2 separate regions of the Sus scrofa genome follow, and region 2 is linked to region 1. A link is a contact called in public Hi-C data. All regions are on one chromosome and are shown on one strand. The core of a region is the stretch at or near the end of the contact, and the rest is flanking DNA. Distances in the headings are between cores, read along the strand shown. Region 1 overlaps COBL (protein cordon-bleu). Region 2 has its middle 30 kb from the start of COBL.

Evidence for each region. A called contact is a pair of places that touch in the nucleus more often than the background predicts.
Region 2: a contact with region 1 is called in a Hi-C map of omental adipose tissue, with 2.7 times the contacts expected there. The contact joins two enhancer-like sites. A contact is called at or near these places in 1 of 5 promoter capture datasets (liver), 24 of 47 Hi-C or Micro-C datasets (adipose tissue, alveolar macrophages, brain and 14 more) and 1 of 2 datasets of contacts at active chromatin or transcription factors (skeletal muscle).

The regions. Positions count from the first base shown.
Region 1 is chr9:136,960,840-136,967,264 of Sscrofa11.1, forward strand. It overlaps COBL (protein cordon-bleu), which reads right to left. Exons shown (of 16, transcript XM_021063931.1): 5 at 1,391-1,488. Among named protein-coding and RNA genes, the nearest start is that of COBL, 91 kb to the right of the region's middle. Within about 2 kb of position 3,457, at least 8 of the 83 cell types and tissues checked have an H3K27ac peak or open chromatin away from gene starts, as enhancers often do. A contact at or near this core is called in omental adipose tissue, where this site is marked.
Region 2 is chr9:137,081,904-137,088,328 of Sscrofa11.1, forward strand. No RefSeq gene overlaps it. Among named protein-coding and RNA genes, the nearest start is that of COBL, 30 kb to the left of the region's middle. Within about 2 kb of position 3,723, at least 2 of the 83 cell types and tissues checked have an H3K27ac peak or open chromatin away from gene starts, as enhancers often do. A contact at or near this core is called in omental adipose tissue, where this site is marked.

The DNA.
Region 1 (6,425 bases), core at 2,207-4,706:
TTCAAGGAGGTAGGTAAAGACTCATTTTAGGAGCTCCCCTTGTGGCTCAGAGGGTTAAGAACCTGACTAGTATCCATGAGGACGCAGGTTTGATCCCTGGCCTCGCTCGGTGGCTTAAGGATCCAGTGTTGCTGTGGCTGTGGTGTAGGCCAGTGGCTACAGCTCTGATTCAACCACTAGCCTGGGACCCCCCATATGCTGTGGGTGCGGCCCTAAAAAAAAAAAAAAAAGGAAAAAAGAAACGGACCCACGAGGCCAAGAGGACAGCAGTGCACGCGGTCCAGCCACCTGACCTCAGAGGTGTGGGAACCAGGACTCCCCGTCTCGGCTCAGCTGGTTAAGAAGCGGACTAGAATCCACAGGGGTGGATCCCTGGCCTCGCTCAGTGGGTTAAGGATCTGGCGTTGCCGCAAGACGCAGCCAAATGGCAGACGTGGCTCGGGTCTGGCGTGGCTGTGGCTGTGGTGTAGGCCTGCAGCTGCAGCGCTGATTGGACCCCTGGCCTGGGACCCTCCATGTGCCGCAGGTGCGGCCCTAAAAAGACAACAACAACAACAAAAAAAAGTCAGGAACCAGGAACCCAACACGTACTGCGTGACAGGAAAATCCCCCGTGAAAGCCTGAATCTGTCATTTCTGGTACTTCCGGCGAGAAAGGAGAACGCTGGCGAGGAGGAAAGGCCAGGGACAGACGGGAGGGGACGGGCTCCGAAGGCCCTAAGTGGGGACACGCGGAGCAGAGGTTTGCAAAGGACACACGGAGACATGCGGAACCCGCCTCGTCTGTGATCAGGCGCCAGCAGAGACGGCTCAAGACTTCCCATTAGGTCTGTGAATAAGACCCATCACCGGGGAGTTCCCATGATGGCTCAGGGGTTAAGAACCCGACTAGTCTCTGTGAGGATGCTGGTTTGATCCCTGGCCTTGCTCAGTGGGTCCAGTGTGGCTGTGGCTGTGGGGTAGGCCCAAGGCTGTAGCTCTGATTTGACCTCTAGCCTGGGAATCTGCATATGCTTCAGGTGCAGCCCTAAAAATGAAAACAAAAACATCATCACTGGAAGTTTGTGATGCAGCGGCTTAAAGATTCGGCAATGTCACTGCAGCGGTCTGGGTGGCTGCAGTGGCCGGACTCAATCCCCAGCTCAGGACGTCTACGTGGCCGGTGCAGCCAAAGGAAAGAGGTACCGCCGTCACCCAGACAACTGCCTTGGTGGTGGAGGTGTGACGACGAGCCTGGCACCGCAGTTCACACTGACCCGGCAGGCTCTCCTTCCCCGAAGGAAGTAACCACTGCCACACATATTTAGAAAAACGCCAAGCCACGCCCAGAACAGATGCCCACGAAGCTGTGTGTGCAGAAGGCAGAGTCATGTGCGTAGTTAATCACTTACCTTACTGTTGCTTCTTTTATTAACTCTGAAAAATCCCAGAAATTTTTTCTTCTCTTTATCTGTTTCATCATTCTCAAGGGATGATTTTCTAAAAGTTTCTAGAAAAAAAAAAAAAAAGGAGTAAGTTATTTTTCAGCATCTGAAACGGGCAATCTTTAAAAAAAAAAAAATCAACCAATGTTTCCTTTCTCCACCCTTATGGGGCTTGACTTTAGTTCTTATGAGACAGTAAACCCAGCAACCCTTTCTCTCAAAGCCTGTTGAGGCACCGCAAAGCCTCCCCCTGAGTTCATGATATCACTCAAGGTTCTTCCAAAGGTTCTTACGACCTGCTGTATGGTTAAAAAAATCCCAAAGTTCTAGGTCTGAATCGAGCATCAGGAAAATAGAGTGACTCTACGTGTGAGTTTACATTCTCCAGTGGCTGCGTCAAAAAGAACCAGGTGAAATTCGTTTTAATAATATGTTGTATTTAATCCAGTGTATCTAAAGTATCTTCGTTCCATCGCACAATCCACATAAAATTATTCCTGAGGTGTTTTTCGTTTTCGTACTAAGCCTTGAAAATGCGGCGCCCTTAAGATGGCCCATCTCGGCTTGGACCAGCCCTGAGCCAGGCGCCCGCAGCAGCAACACCTGGTCTGTCACCGCCAGGCTGACGGCGCAGCTCCCAGGACTGTGAAACACCTGCTGTAAGGATTATGAGGAGGAACAGACACAAACTAAACAAAATTCACCCACGGCTTCCCTGCTTGAAGCAACCACTCCTTTCCAGAATGCGGCGTGATGGTGCTGGTTCCCAGCTGGGATCAGAACTAAGCACGTCGGCGCTTCCAGGACCCGCGTTCCCAGATTCTCCTTCCTCTGCCTTGAGCGGAATGATTTCCTTTTCAATCACATTCTCCAGGGGGCCCCTGTTTCCTTTTACTGTTTTTACTTTTGAATTCTAAATCCACAGCCTGCTTGCCCTCCTGGGTTTTCTCCATCAGGCTAGAATGGGCGCCCTCGGGCAGCTGACCACGCAGCCCAGGTCTGCTGTCTCCAGGATGGCATCCCTGGGAGCTTGCCCCCCCCCCCAGAGCCCTAACTGGGAGACTCGGGGTGGGTCCAGGCCGCCCTCTCAGGATGCCTAAGCAGCGGGGACCACACTTGAGAGCCTGAGAGCTGGTGGAGCAAAGGCCCGGGGGCACCGTGGTAGGGGCAGACCTGGGGATGACTCAGACGACCGTGGTGCACCCTCAGTGCCACCACAACCACTGGCTACCATCCTGCTGACACCCCAGAGGCCACTCCAGACCTCTGTCCTCAGTCTATCCCTTTCTCCTCTTCCAAGGCGCACAGATGGGGCCAGAGGAGAAAAGCTGTAGGCGCTGCTATAAGATCAAAAGATGGCTTTGCCCACCACTGCCCACTGCTGGAGAGCCAGACTGCCAACCCACTGGTGGACAAAAGCGGATGGCGATTTCACAAACTCCGCCACCAACATACCCACCCGAGCCAGGAAAGCATCAGGGAGCATCTCCTGTTCCAGTCAGAGCAGGCGGACGCGGGCGTCGGTGCCTTCGGACCTGTACTTACACTGACGCTGTCCTCCCAGCGAAGCAAACTCAGCTCCCGTGCTGTCAGTGGCAAAGGCTCCAGCTTTAGCCCCAAGGGCGAGGCCTCCCTGTTTCATGCGGGGGCTCCAGCCGAGGCCCTCGGTAGCGGTGAGGCATATGCATGCACCCCGCCACACATGCGGCAGGTGGGCTTCGTGGTGAATCCCATCCAAACCCTCTGCCAGGCCAGAGCCTGTGTCCAGCGCACGGTACCACAAAGGGAAGCCGCCCACGGGCAGCAGCACACACTCGCAGTGTCCTGTACTTCCGATGGTTCTAGAACTGACTGCCTGTGACACGGATGTAGGAAGTGCAGGATGTGATGGTGCCTGGGAGATGAGGCGGTGAACAAGGAAGCAACATCTCTGGCCACAGGCTGTTACACCAAACCACACAAACCGAGAGACTGGGCCAGAGATCCAGGGTCTTGTTTCTCTCCCTGAACAGGGGCGGTGGCTGGTCACCACCCCCAGGACTCAGGCTCGGGGCAGCCCTGGCTCAGAGCCGCTCTGCGCTGACTCAGAAGCCTCAGCTGCGCTGTCCAGCTCCAAGCTGGCCTGACCTCAGAGGTGAGGCTTTGGCCACTCTGGGTGGGGCCTCCTGTGAGGTTTGGGACCACCAGGCGCCCGGAAGGATGGCCTGGAAAGCAGAGCAAGAACCCTTGGCTCCCTGAGCGTTTCCATCAGGCAAGACTCCACGCAGCGAGCGGCCCGGTGCACAGCCAGGCCTCAAGAAACGACTCAGGAGCCGGACTCCACGGTTCTAAACAGATGACAAATTGAGGGTGGCGTCTACTTTGTTTTCATTTCTGCTCATTTACTAAGACTTAAATATGAATAAAAGTCTAGGAGAGGTTGCGCTTCATCCTTAAGCAGAGACTGGAAGCATCAGAATGATTTGGGAGGTGACACAGAGGGGCTGAGAGGTGCAAAGGGATGGAGGATGCTGGACCTGCCCCAGAGGACCAGCTCATCCCACATCCACGCTTCCGAAGAGGAAACAGACAAGCCGCCGGGGACACGAACACGGTCACCAAGCTCATCGAGGCAAGAGGGCAACCGCGTCTGCATCGCACGGAGCTGTGCCTGTTTGCAAGTGCCTGCGTCCGCAGGATGGGGCCGTGGCACCCGGTGAGAGAAGAACCACCGTGGTGAGTCTCCTCCTCTGCTGCTCTCGGCCTGCCGGTATCCCCACGTCAGATCACTCAGAACCATCATATATATTGACGTTTCCACTCAAAACAACTATGCATTCATGTTGCTTCTTTTCGTAGCGAAGTATAGTTAATTGACAACGTTGTGTTAGTTTCAGGTGTACAGCCCTGCGGCTCCGTTATACACAGACACACATGCGTATGTCTCTATGTAAAACTTTTTCATCCTTTTGCTGTTACGGGTGGAGTTTCCTGTGCCATACGTAGGACCGTGTTGGTTCTCTTCTTCATAGACCGTAGTGCCTACGTGTTCATCCCAAACCAATTTACCCCTCCCCCTCTGCTATCCCCGTTGGTAATCAAGTTTGTTTTCTCTGTCCGTGAGGCTGTTACTGTTTTGTAAATAAGCTCATTTGTATCATTTTTAAGATCCTACATATAAGTGAAGCCCTATGATATCTGTCTTTCTCTCTCTGACTGCACTTCGTATGAAATCCTCTAGGTCCCTCCGTGTTGTTGCAAAGGGCGTGATCTCATTCTTTTGACGGCCGAGTGACCTTTCATTGTGTAAACATCCTGCATCGTTTCCATTTGTCTGGTGATAGACAGTTAGGTTGCTTCCAAGTCTTGGCAAATGTAAGCAGGGCTGCTAGGAACATAAGGGTGCATTTATCTTTTGGAATTCAGCTTTTTCTCTGGCTATGTGCCCAGAAGTGGGACTGCTGCATCATATGACAGCTCTGCTTTTACTTTTGTAAGGGAACCTCCATTCCCGCCAACAGTGTAGGAGGGTTTCCTTTTCTCCACGTCCTCTCCAGAATTTCTTATTTGCAGACTTTTTGATGCTGGCCATTCTGACGGGGGTGAGGTGATGCTTCAGTGTCGTTTTGGTTTGCATTTCTCTAATAATTAGCAATATGGAGGATCTTTGCATGTGCCTATTGGCCAGCTGTCTGTCTTCTTTGGAAAATGTCTCTTTAGGTCTTCTGCCCATTTTTTGATTGAGTTGCTTGTTTTTTGGATATTGAGCTGCATGAGCTGTTTGTATATTCTGGAGATTACGCCCCTGCATTATTTTTTTTTTCTAGAAACAAAGTCTATTCTTAAACACTTTAACAAACATGGACAGAAATTTCTGTAAAATACAAACACTCAGTGTGAGTTCAAGGACCCCCTTGGAGTGCACTTGCGCGCGTGTGTGTGTGATCCCAAAGGTTTATATAAATCCCAATATATATGTGTGAACATACATACTTATGTAAATATGTGCATGCATATGTGTATGCATTATGTAATTTATAAGAAATAAAAGCAAAATCTGGACTGATCATTGACATGCTTGTTTATGACATAAAAGGTCAGATTTCACCACCATCCACACTGTCCCCAAATCCTGCAGCAGGCGGGACAGAGCTGGGGGCAGGTCAGGACAGGGCGGCGCAGGCAGCAGGAAGGAAAGGACGCCTTTCCCGCATGTACCACGTCCCCGCTGCCCTCAAGTTCTATGTTCATAAAGGCCCTGTTTTCCACAGCAACCCGCTTCCTTTCTCACCCATCAGGGCCACACAGCAAATCTTCACACGAGGGACATTCCTGGCTTAGCCAACCAGAGGTTCAGGGAATCAAACCACAACCTCATTTCAGCCTGGCAAGACATCCCCCCCCAGGAGGTGCCACCCCCACATGCCCTGGGGTCACTCCGTGCATGGCCGCAGCCCAGAGCCATGCAGAGGGCAGCCTGGCAGGACAGCGCGGGGCTCACGGTACCTCGGCAGCTCAGGGAGGGCTCCGATTGCGTTTTGGTCAGAAGAACTGGAAAAGGCAGACGACAGAGAGTGACGACGGGCTTCTCGACCCGCGGTGGCACAAAGCCTCCAGCCCTGCGTCAACTTGTGCCAGGGGTCGCGGGGGGCGGGGGTGGGGCGGTTCCCTGGGGGGCCCAGCACGCGAAGGCCCGCGTCCCGGCCCCATCCCCTCGAGGCCTGCACGGGCCGGGCTGCTAGGCGCCGTCCCGGCGGCAGGTGGCAGCAAAGCCCGCTGCGTCTCACGCTGCCGCCGCCGGGCCTCTGCCTTCCGCGCCTCCGGCCTGGGCGTCCCCGTCTCCCCACCGCCTGTGCGCCGGGGACAGGGCGTGAGCGGGAGCGACAACGTGGAGGGCTCCTCAGGGACGGGGACAGAAATGTTCTCCACTCAAGTGTCTGAGTGTCAGGAGGAGGGGACAGAGGCGTTTGGCGGCGATGTCACAGCCCGCACGGCGCACGATGGGCCGGATGAAGGCATGCTG
Region 2 (6,425 bases), core at 2,473-4,972, 120 kb after region 1:
CTGAATTTCTGCTTGAAAAGCTGAGGCTCAGCCCCTGCCCGAGAGGACGCGCAGCAGGCGGGGCGGGCGTGGCACCTGCTTTTCCAGAGCAAGGCTTGGCCCTCATCCGTCTCTCCTCCGAGCTCCGCTCCTGTTTCGCCCGCATCTTCCGTCCGTGGTCCCGCGTTAGGGACGCCTGTCTCTGTGCGTCCTTTCCTCCTCCAGGCCTCCCTACCGGGCCGCTCCCTCTGTTCTACGGAGAAGCCACACATGAAACAAACACTGAGGTGCCATGTGGCCCGCGGGCTTTTGTTTCCAGTTCTCAGCGTCCGTCACCTCCCTGGTCATCGCGCAGTGATGCCACTCGTGGCCATGAGCTCCCCCTGCCCGTCCCCGGAACCAGGTCCCCGCTCCCGGCTCTCGCCCGCCCCACCCGCCCTTCACTCCCTGAGGGCCGCGGATTCGCTGCTGGTTCTGACCCAGGACCGTGGGGCTGTCTTTGGCCCTGCTGACTCCACACACAGATACTCAAGGAGTTCAGCAATCTCGTGTGGGCCAAGGATCCCCAAATCCGTGCTCCCGCTGAGACCCAGGAGATTCCTGAAAGCAGCCCCCCTTGTGCTACAAGGGGTAACTTCTCTCATGTGATCTAAGCATGTCATGTACTGTCATCTGCCTGTGGCAGGCTGGAGGTTCCCACTGGTAGGAGGGGTGCTTCAGGTTCCATCCAGGCTGGAGGGTTTTCGCGAGGTCCTGAACCCGAGGCTGAGTGACGGTGAGACCAGAGGTGTATTAGAGGCACACCCCCAGGGTCCAGGGGGCGGCTCACATCCTTCTGGGGCCTGAGGGAACCCCGGTCCCTCTCAACAGAGCCCCCAGGCAGCTCTAATGCTTGGCTGTGAAGCATGGACACTTTCCTGGCTTCCACCGTGGTTCCTTCTGGACCAGTCTCTCACCATCGTGGCTGAACTCTACGTGGGCCCCCATTTCTCTCCTGAGTGCCCACTGCCACCCCGTCTCTGCGCTGTGGGCTCAGTGCCAAGCCTCTCCCTCCACCAGCCCCTCAGCCCTGCTGGTTCCCTCTTTTCCTCTTGGTGTTGGCTCCCTGGGTTCGCTTGCCCTTGGTCCCTTGAGACAGCCTCCAAGACGCAGGTTCTTTCCTGCATCCCTGGATGACTGGTCCAGCCCAGCCCCGGGAACTCCCTCCTCCTTTGCTCTGGTTTTGTCCCATTCGTGACCTCTCGCCGGGGCTGATGTGTCTAAATAAACAGGAGAGCACTTAGGGAGACAGCAGAGTGGCCGGGCAACATGGTTGCCAGCCTGGTCCAGGGACCAAGAGTTTGGATCCTATCCTGAGAGGGTTGGAGCTCTGGAGACAGCTGGGCGAGGGAGATCCTGCATAGGGATCACTTCTCGGGAGCAGGAACGGGGAAGCAGGCAGGATGCACAGAGCGAGGGGTCGTGAGACTGTCACGAGGGGTTGCAGGAGGGCAGGCAGGCCGATGCTGCTGGGGAGCGAATGGATCGAGAAAGAAGAATGGGTTATTCCTTTATGCCCTTAGTGACTGGTACTCGGCACAGAGCTGAGGCATCTGGGTGGAGGTCCTGGCTGTGACGTAGAGTCCTGACAGCCTCGTCTCCTCGGGGAAGTAGAACCCCTCTCGCTTCGTCCCGGGCTCTGACGGTTTGGACTATGAAATACTACATACGATGTTCAAGATTAAATGTAATTTTCAAAAAACTGCGTGGGAGTTCCTGCTGTGGTGCAATAGGATCAGTGGTGCCTCTGCAGCACCAGGATGCAGGTTTGATCCCCAGCCCCTCTCAGTGGGTTAAAAGATCCAGTGTTGCCTCAGCTGCAGTGTAGGCCGTAACTGTGGCTTGGATCTGATTTCTGGCCAGTGAACTTCCACATGCTTTGTGGCAGCCAAAAAAGAAAAAACAACAACAACAAAAAAACTACAAGGACATTAAGTATATTTGTTTTCTAGCCAAAACATACATGTGTGTGTAAAGGGAGAAAAGTCTGCAAGCTGGAGCCTCTGTGACAGCCAGGCGGTGGGAGGAGGAGGGCTCGGTGACAACCAGCTGAGCAGAGGGGCTCGGTCCCCTCCCTGCACCTGTCCAAGCAGCATCTCCTTCTGTGAATCATACACTGGGGTTCTGAGGCAAAATTTCACCCAACAATGATAGGTCCTTAACCCACTGAGCCATGAGGGAGCTCCAAAGATTTCGTTTGCGAATATATTCTTTCGCTGCCAAAACAAAGTTTTACACAATTAGGCTAGTTTGTTATTACGCAAATGGCAAACCCAGAACAAGGAGTGATGTGCCTTTCCCCGTCTGTCCTTCCGCACAGGTACTACCTCCGCTCCTCTTAAAAGCTTCTATTTGCCACAGTCTGTACCTTCTCGATACTGAGAACAAAACGTTCAAGCACACACACAACAAAATACTCAAGCGTTGTTTCTTCCAGAACACAACGGAAACATCTCTTTCTTTGATCCCTTGTAAAAAGCAAAGAAACAAAACCTGTGTTTGTCTAGAGTATCGCTAGGACTGTTCAAGGGTTTGCGAACAAGGAAGACGCGGATTTTCTCTCCACAGAAACGCGTGTCTGTGCTTCACCGTGAGCATTTTCTAGCAGGAACACGACCAACATCGCGGCGTGGGCACAGGACGGAGCCCCGCCCACGACGGGACAGGGGGCAGCACCACCGGCTTTTCTTCCTTGCTCTCCGCGAACACCCTTCCCAGGTCCCCGAGGGGTGTGCTGGCATCTGAGCGGCTGGGAGAACCGATCCAACATCCCCCTGGTTGCCAGGGTGCTCCCAAGGCACCAGCAGGCGTGGGGTCGCCCGCAGCGGGAGGCAGTGGGGGCTGTCTTTTGGGGTCTTTCTCTCCCCACGACCCTGCCCTTCGCCCTGGATCTGGGCTGAATCCGCCTCACCATTTTATTCCCCTGTCCTCCTTCTGTCACTTTTCCCTGTGGCTGCAGCCGTGGCGTAGGGAAGTTTGGGGACTGAACTGGGCCACAGCTGCGGCCACGCTGGATCCTCACCCACTGCATCAGTCCAGGGGTCGAACCTGCTGCTCCCAAGGGACGGAGCCGTGGCAGTGGGATTCCTCGCCCAGGGGACCGCAGTGGGCCTCGGCCGCCTTTCCTTCCTCACGTAACTCACTTACTTGTTAGCAGGCAGAGCTGACTGACAACAGCGGGTTGCCTTCGGGCTGGGCCGCACAGCGACTCGGGCCTTTGGCGGGTTACACTCCGTTAACACGAGATAATGGCCAGGACCCCCGTGGGGTACAGGGAGTCCTTGTGGCTTCTCTGCTTCACAGCTCGTAGTCTGCGTCCGCTGACCCCGTCCCCGAAGTCCCCAATTTGGTCCTGTGCCCCTGCTTAGTCATTGCTCCCCAGTGGCCTCTGAGCTGAGAGCTCTGCTGGGATAAGCATCACCTCTCTGGCCCTCCTGTCCTTTGCAGAACCCTGTCACCAGGTGGGTAGCGCTCCAAAGGGGAGTTAGGGCCCCAGGAACGCCAGGGCCCCGCCCCGCCCTGTGTCGAGGACACAGGGCCCCTGCTTGCCTCGCCCTCCGTGGCATTTACAGACGAGCACAGGAACTCGCGCAGACGCGGGGCCTGAGTTCCTCACCCTTCGGGCAGACACGGTGAGTAAACAGGGGTCTGACTCAAGGCAGGACCCTTCCTCTCACTCTGACCGTGTCAGTTCAAGCCTCCGTCCTCGTGGTGGCGGGACTTCGGTGACCCCGTGATGGGGAGGGCCCCCGTCACCCTGCAGGCTTCCTGAGGGCGAAGGCCTTCTGACCTAGAGCACCCGACTCTCCAGTCGAAATTCATGGATCCGACGTGCTTTCCTAGGAAAACGCTGCTTTCTACCGCCCCCTTGTGATGGGTGGGTGCAAACACCTCACCATCAGAAGTGTGTCTGGATTTTAATTTATTTTCCAAGTCCCACTGTTTTATTCTGCATATAAAGGCAATGCATGCTTGAGAGAGAAATCGAGCGTCTAGGGACCTCCCTTCTGAAATTCGGGGGTATTTATCCACACGCCTGCTCGTGGGTTTCCACGCCCACCTCACACTTCCCGTCACCCCAGGAGCCTGCTCCTCTCCGGCGCAGTCCTGTCTCCTCCTGCTGCGACGCCAAGTCACCGGGGCTCCTCTCTTTGTCCATGCCCTGCACCACCATGCCTGCGGGTGCCCCTACGGTCTAAACAAGCCTCCTGGAGTCTGGCCTCTTGTCCACGGCCCCATCGCTCCATGGCTCATCCAGACGCCCTCATCTCGCCTGCGTGTGGCACCTGCCTCTGGCGAGTCTGTCTGCTTCCAGGCTTGTGCACCCGAATCCTGTTTCCCCTGCGGCTGCAGAGCTATCCTTTTAAAACAAAAGCCCGGCCATGACCCCTTTGCCGCAAGTCCGCCCCAAACCCTCCCTCTCACGCAGAATAAAAGCAAACGGCCTTGCAGTGGCTTTGCAGCCTGGGCACCTGCTCCCTCTTTCTCCAGCCTCATCTCTCACCAGGCTCGTCTCACGTATCTTCCCATCATGGCCGGTTTCAAGCTACAAGGTGACGTCGAGCTGCACACACAATTCCTAAAACATTCGCTAACAGGCTCCCGCTGGCCCTGCAAGCAGACCCCACCCCAGGCACTCGGCTCAGCCCCCAGCCTCTGCCGCCCCCTGCCTTTGCGTCTGAGTCACTTTCCTGTACATCCGAAGCCAACACAACACGGCAAGTCAACTCTGCTTCAGAACCTTTTTAAAAAATAACGAAAAGAGAGAGGGGGAAGGAGCGCTGAGGAGAGAGGGAGTGATGGGAGCAGGGAGGGGAGAAGAGCGCCCCCTCCAGGTCAGACCCTGCTGGGCCAACTCCACCCTCGGGGCAACAGCCGTTGTAGGGTTCCTGGACCAAGGGCCCAGCGTCCCAGCCTGACACCCCGGGGTCCCCGTGGGGTGGGCGCAGCCTCATGCATGGGTGTCATCGGTTCAGTGAAGGTTCTCAATGTCCCGTCCTGAGCTGAGATGCAGATTTCAAGGAGGAAACTTCAGACTCTCTGGAGTCTGGATTCAGTTTCCTGTGGTCACGACAACCGTCACGAAAACCAGGCTTCTTCAGAGGGAGAGAAAAGGAGTTCCTGCTGTGGTGCGACAGGATGGGAGGCGTCTCTGGAGCGCAGGGGTGCAGGTTCCATCCCTGACCCAGCACCGTGGGTTAAGGGGCCAGCGCAGCTGCAGCTGTGGCCTGGGTCACCGCTGTGGCTTGGATCCGATCCCTGACCCGGGAACGCTATATGCTACAGGGTGGCCAAAAAAGAAAAAAAAAAAGTGAGAGAATAATTTCTTGGCCCCAGGAAAGCTGAAGAGGTCTCCTGGTGGCCGGTCACTGAGTCTGTGCTGCTGACTTTAGCCAAGGCTTCCTGGGGGGGAGGAGCCCTTCCGGGTCACAGGTGGACACTGGTGGACACAGGTGGACACTGCCGTCTGAGCAGGGGGGCTCCATCCCTGTGCCTCCTTCTTGGAGTCTCTTGCCCAGTACCAGCCAATGAAGCCACGTCTCTGGGAATGGGTATGGCTCAGATCAGAGGTGGAGAGCCGTGGACTGGCAGCTCTGACCTCGGTCTCGGGCAGAGGCCGCAAACTGAAACTCGGTGTGTGACTGGCCAGGAGGCGGCTCTTTGTAGAAACTCCCCTGGTTTCCACTGTTTGCTGGACCAGACAGCATTTGCGACTGTGCTCACCTCATCATCTCTAAACAGATGGAGCCTGGCCCAGCTCTGGCCCCGTGTTGGAAAGATGAGCCCAGCTCTGGCCCCGTGTTGGCCCCATGTTGGAAGGATGAGCCCATTCGTGACCTTTGTATTCTGGATAAGACAGGGTCCAGAATACTCTGAGGGGTCACGCCTGCTCCCTCCCTCTGCCATCAGGAACCCTACAGCAAGGGGCGCCCTGTGGCAGTTCAGTCATTTTCAGTCCAGCCCCTTGATGCCTCCCTCCATGTGTGGGGACTGCACAGATCGCACAAGGATGCCTTTCTGGGGTGTCAGAGCATCAGACCTGACCTTGGCACTGCTTGCATGTGCATCCAAGGGCCCAGCTGGGGTTGGTGGGAGTGGGGCAGTGAGGTGTCTTCCAGGCCTGGGGGCTGAATTATGGAGTGGTCTCTCTGGACCGCGTGCGTTATTTTTACCTTGAGCGATTTCTGAAAAGACAAGCAACTATTCTGGTCTAGCTAGAAAAAATGAGGTCATTAAACCAAAGGGGTACAACATGGACGTGGCATTGGGACTGTCCATGTTGGAAGCAGGACTCCCCTGGCACCTGGGACTGAGGAAGCCCTGGCGAGGGGCCAACGTGTCCACGCGACGACAGGTGCTCACAGGAGGGTGGACCTGGTGTGGACAAAAATATCAGATGCAGCACC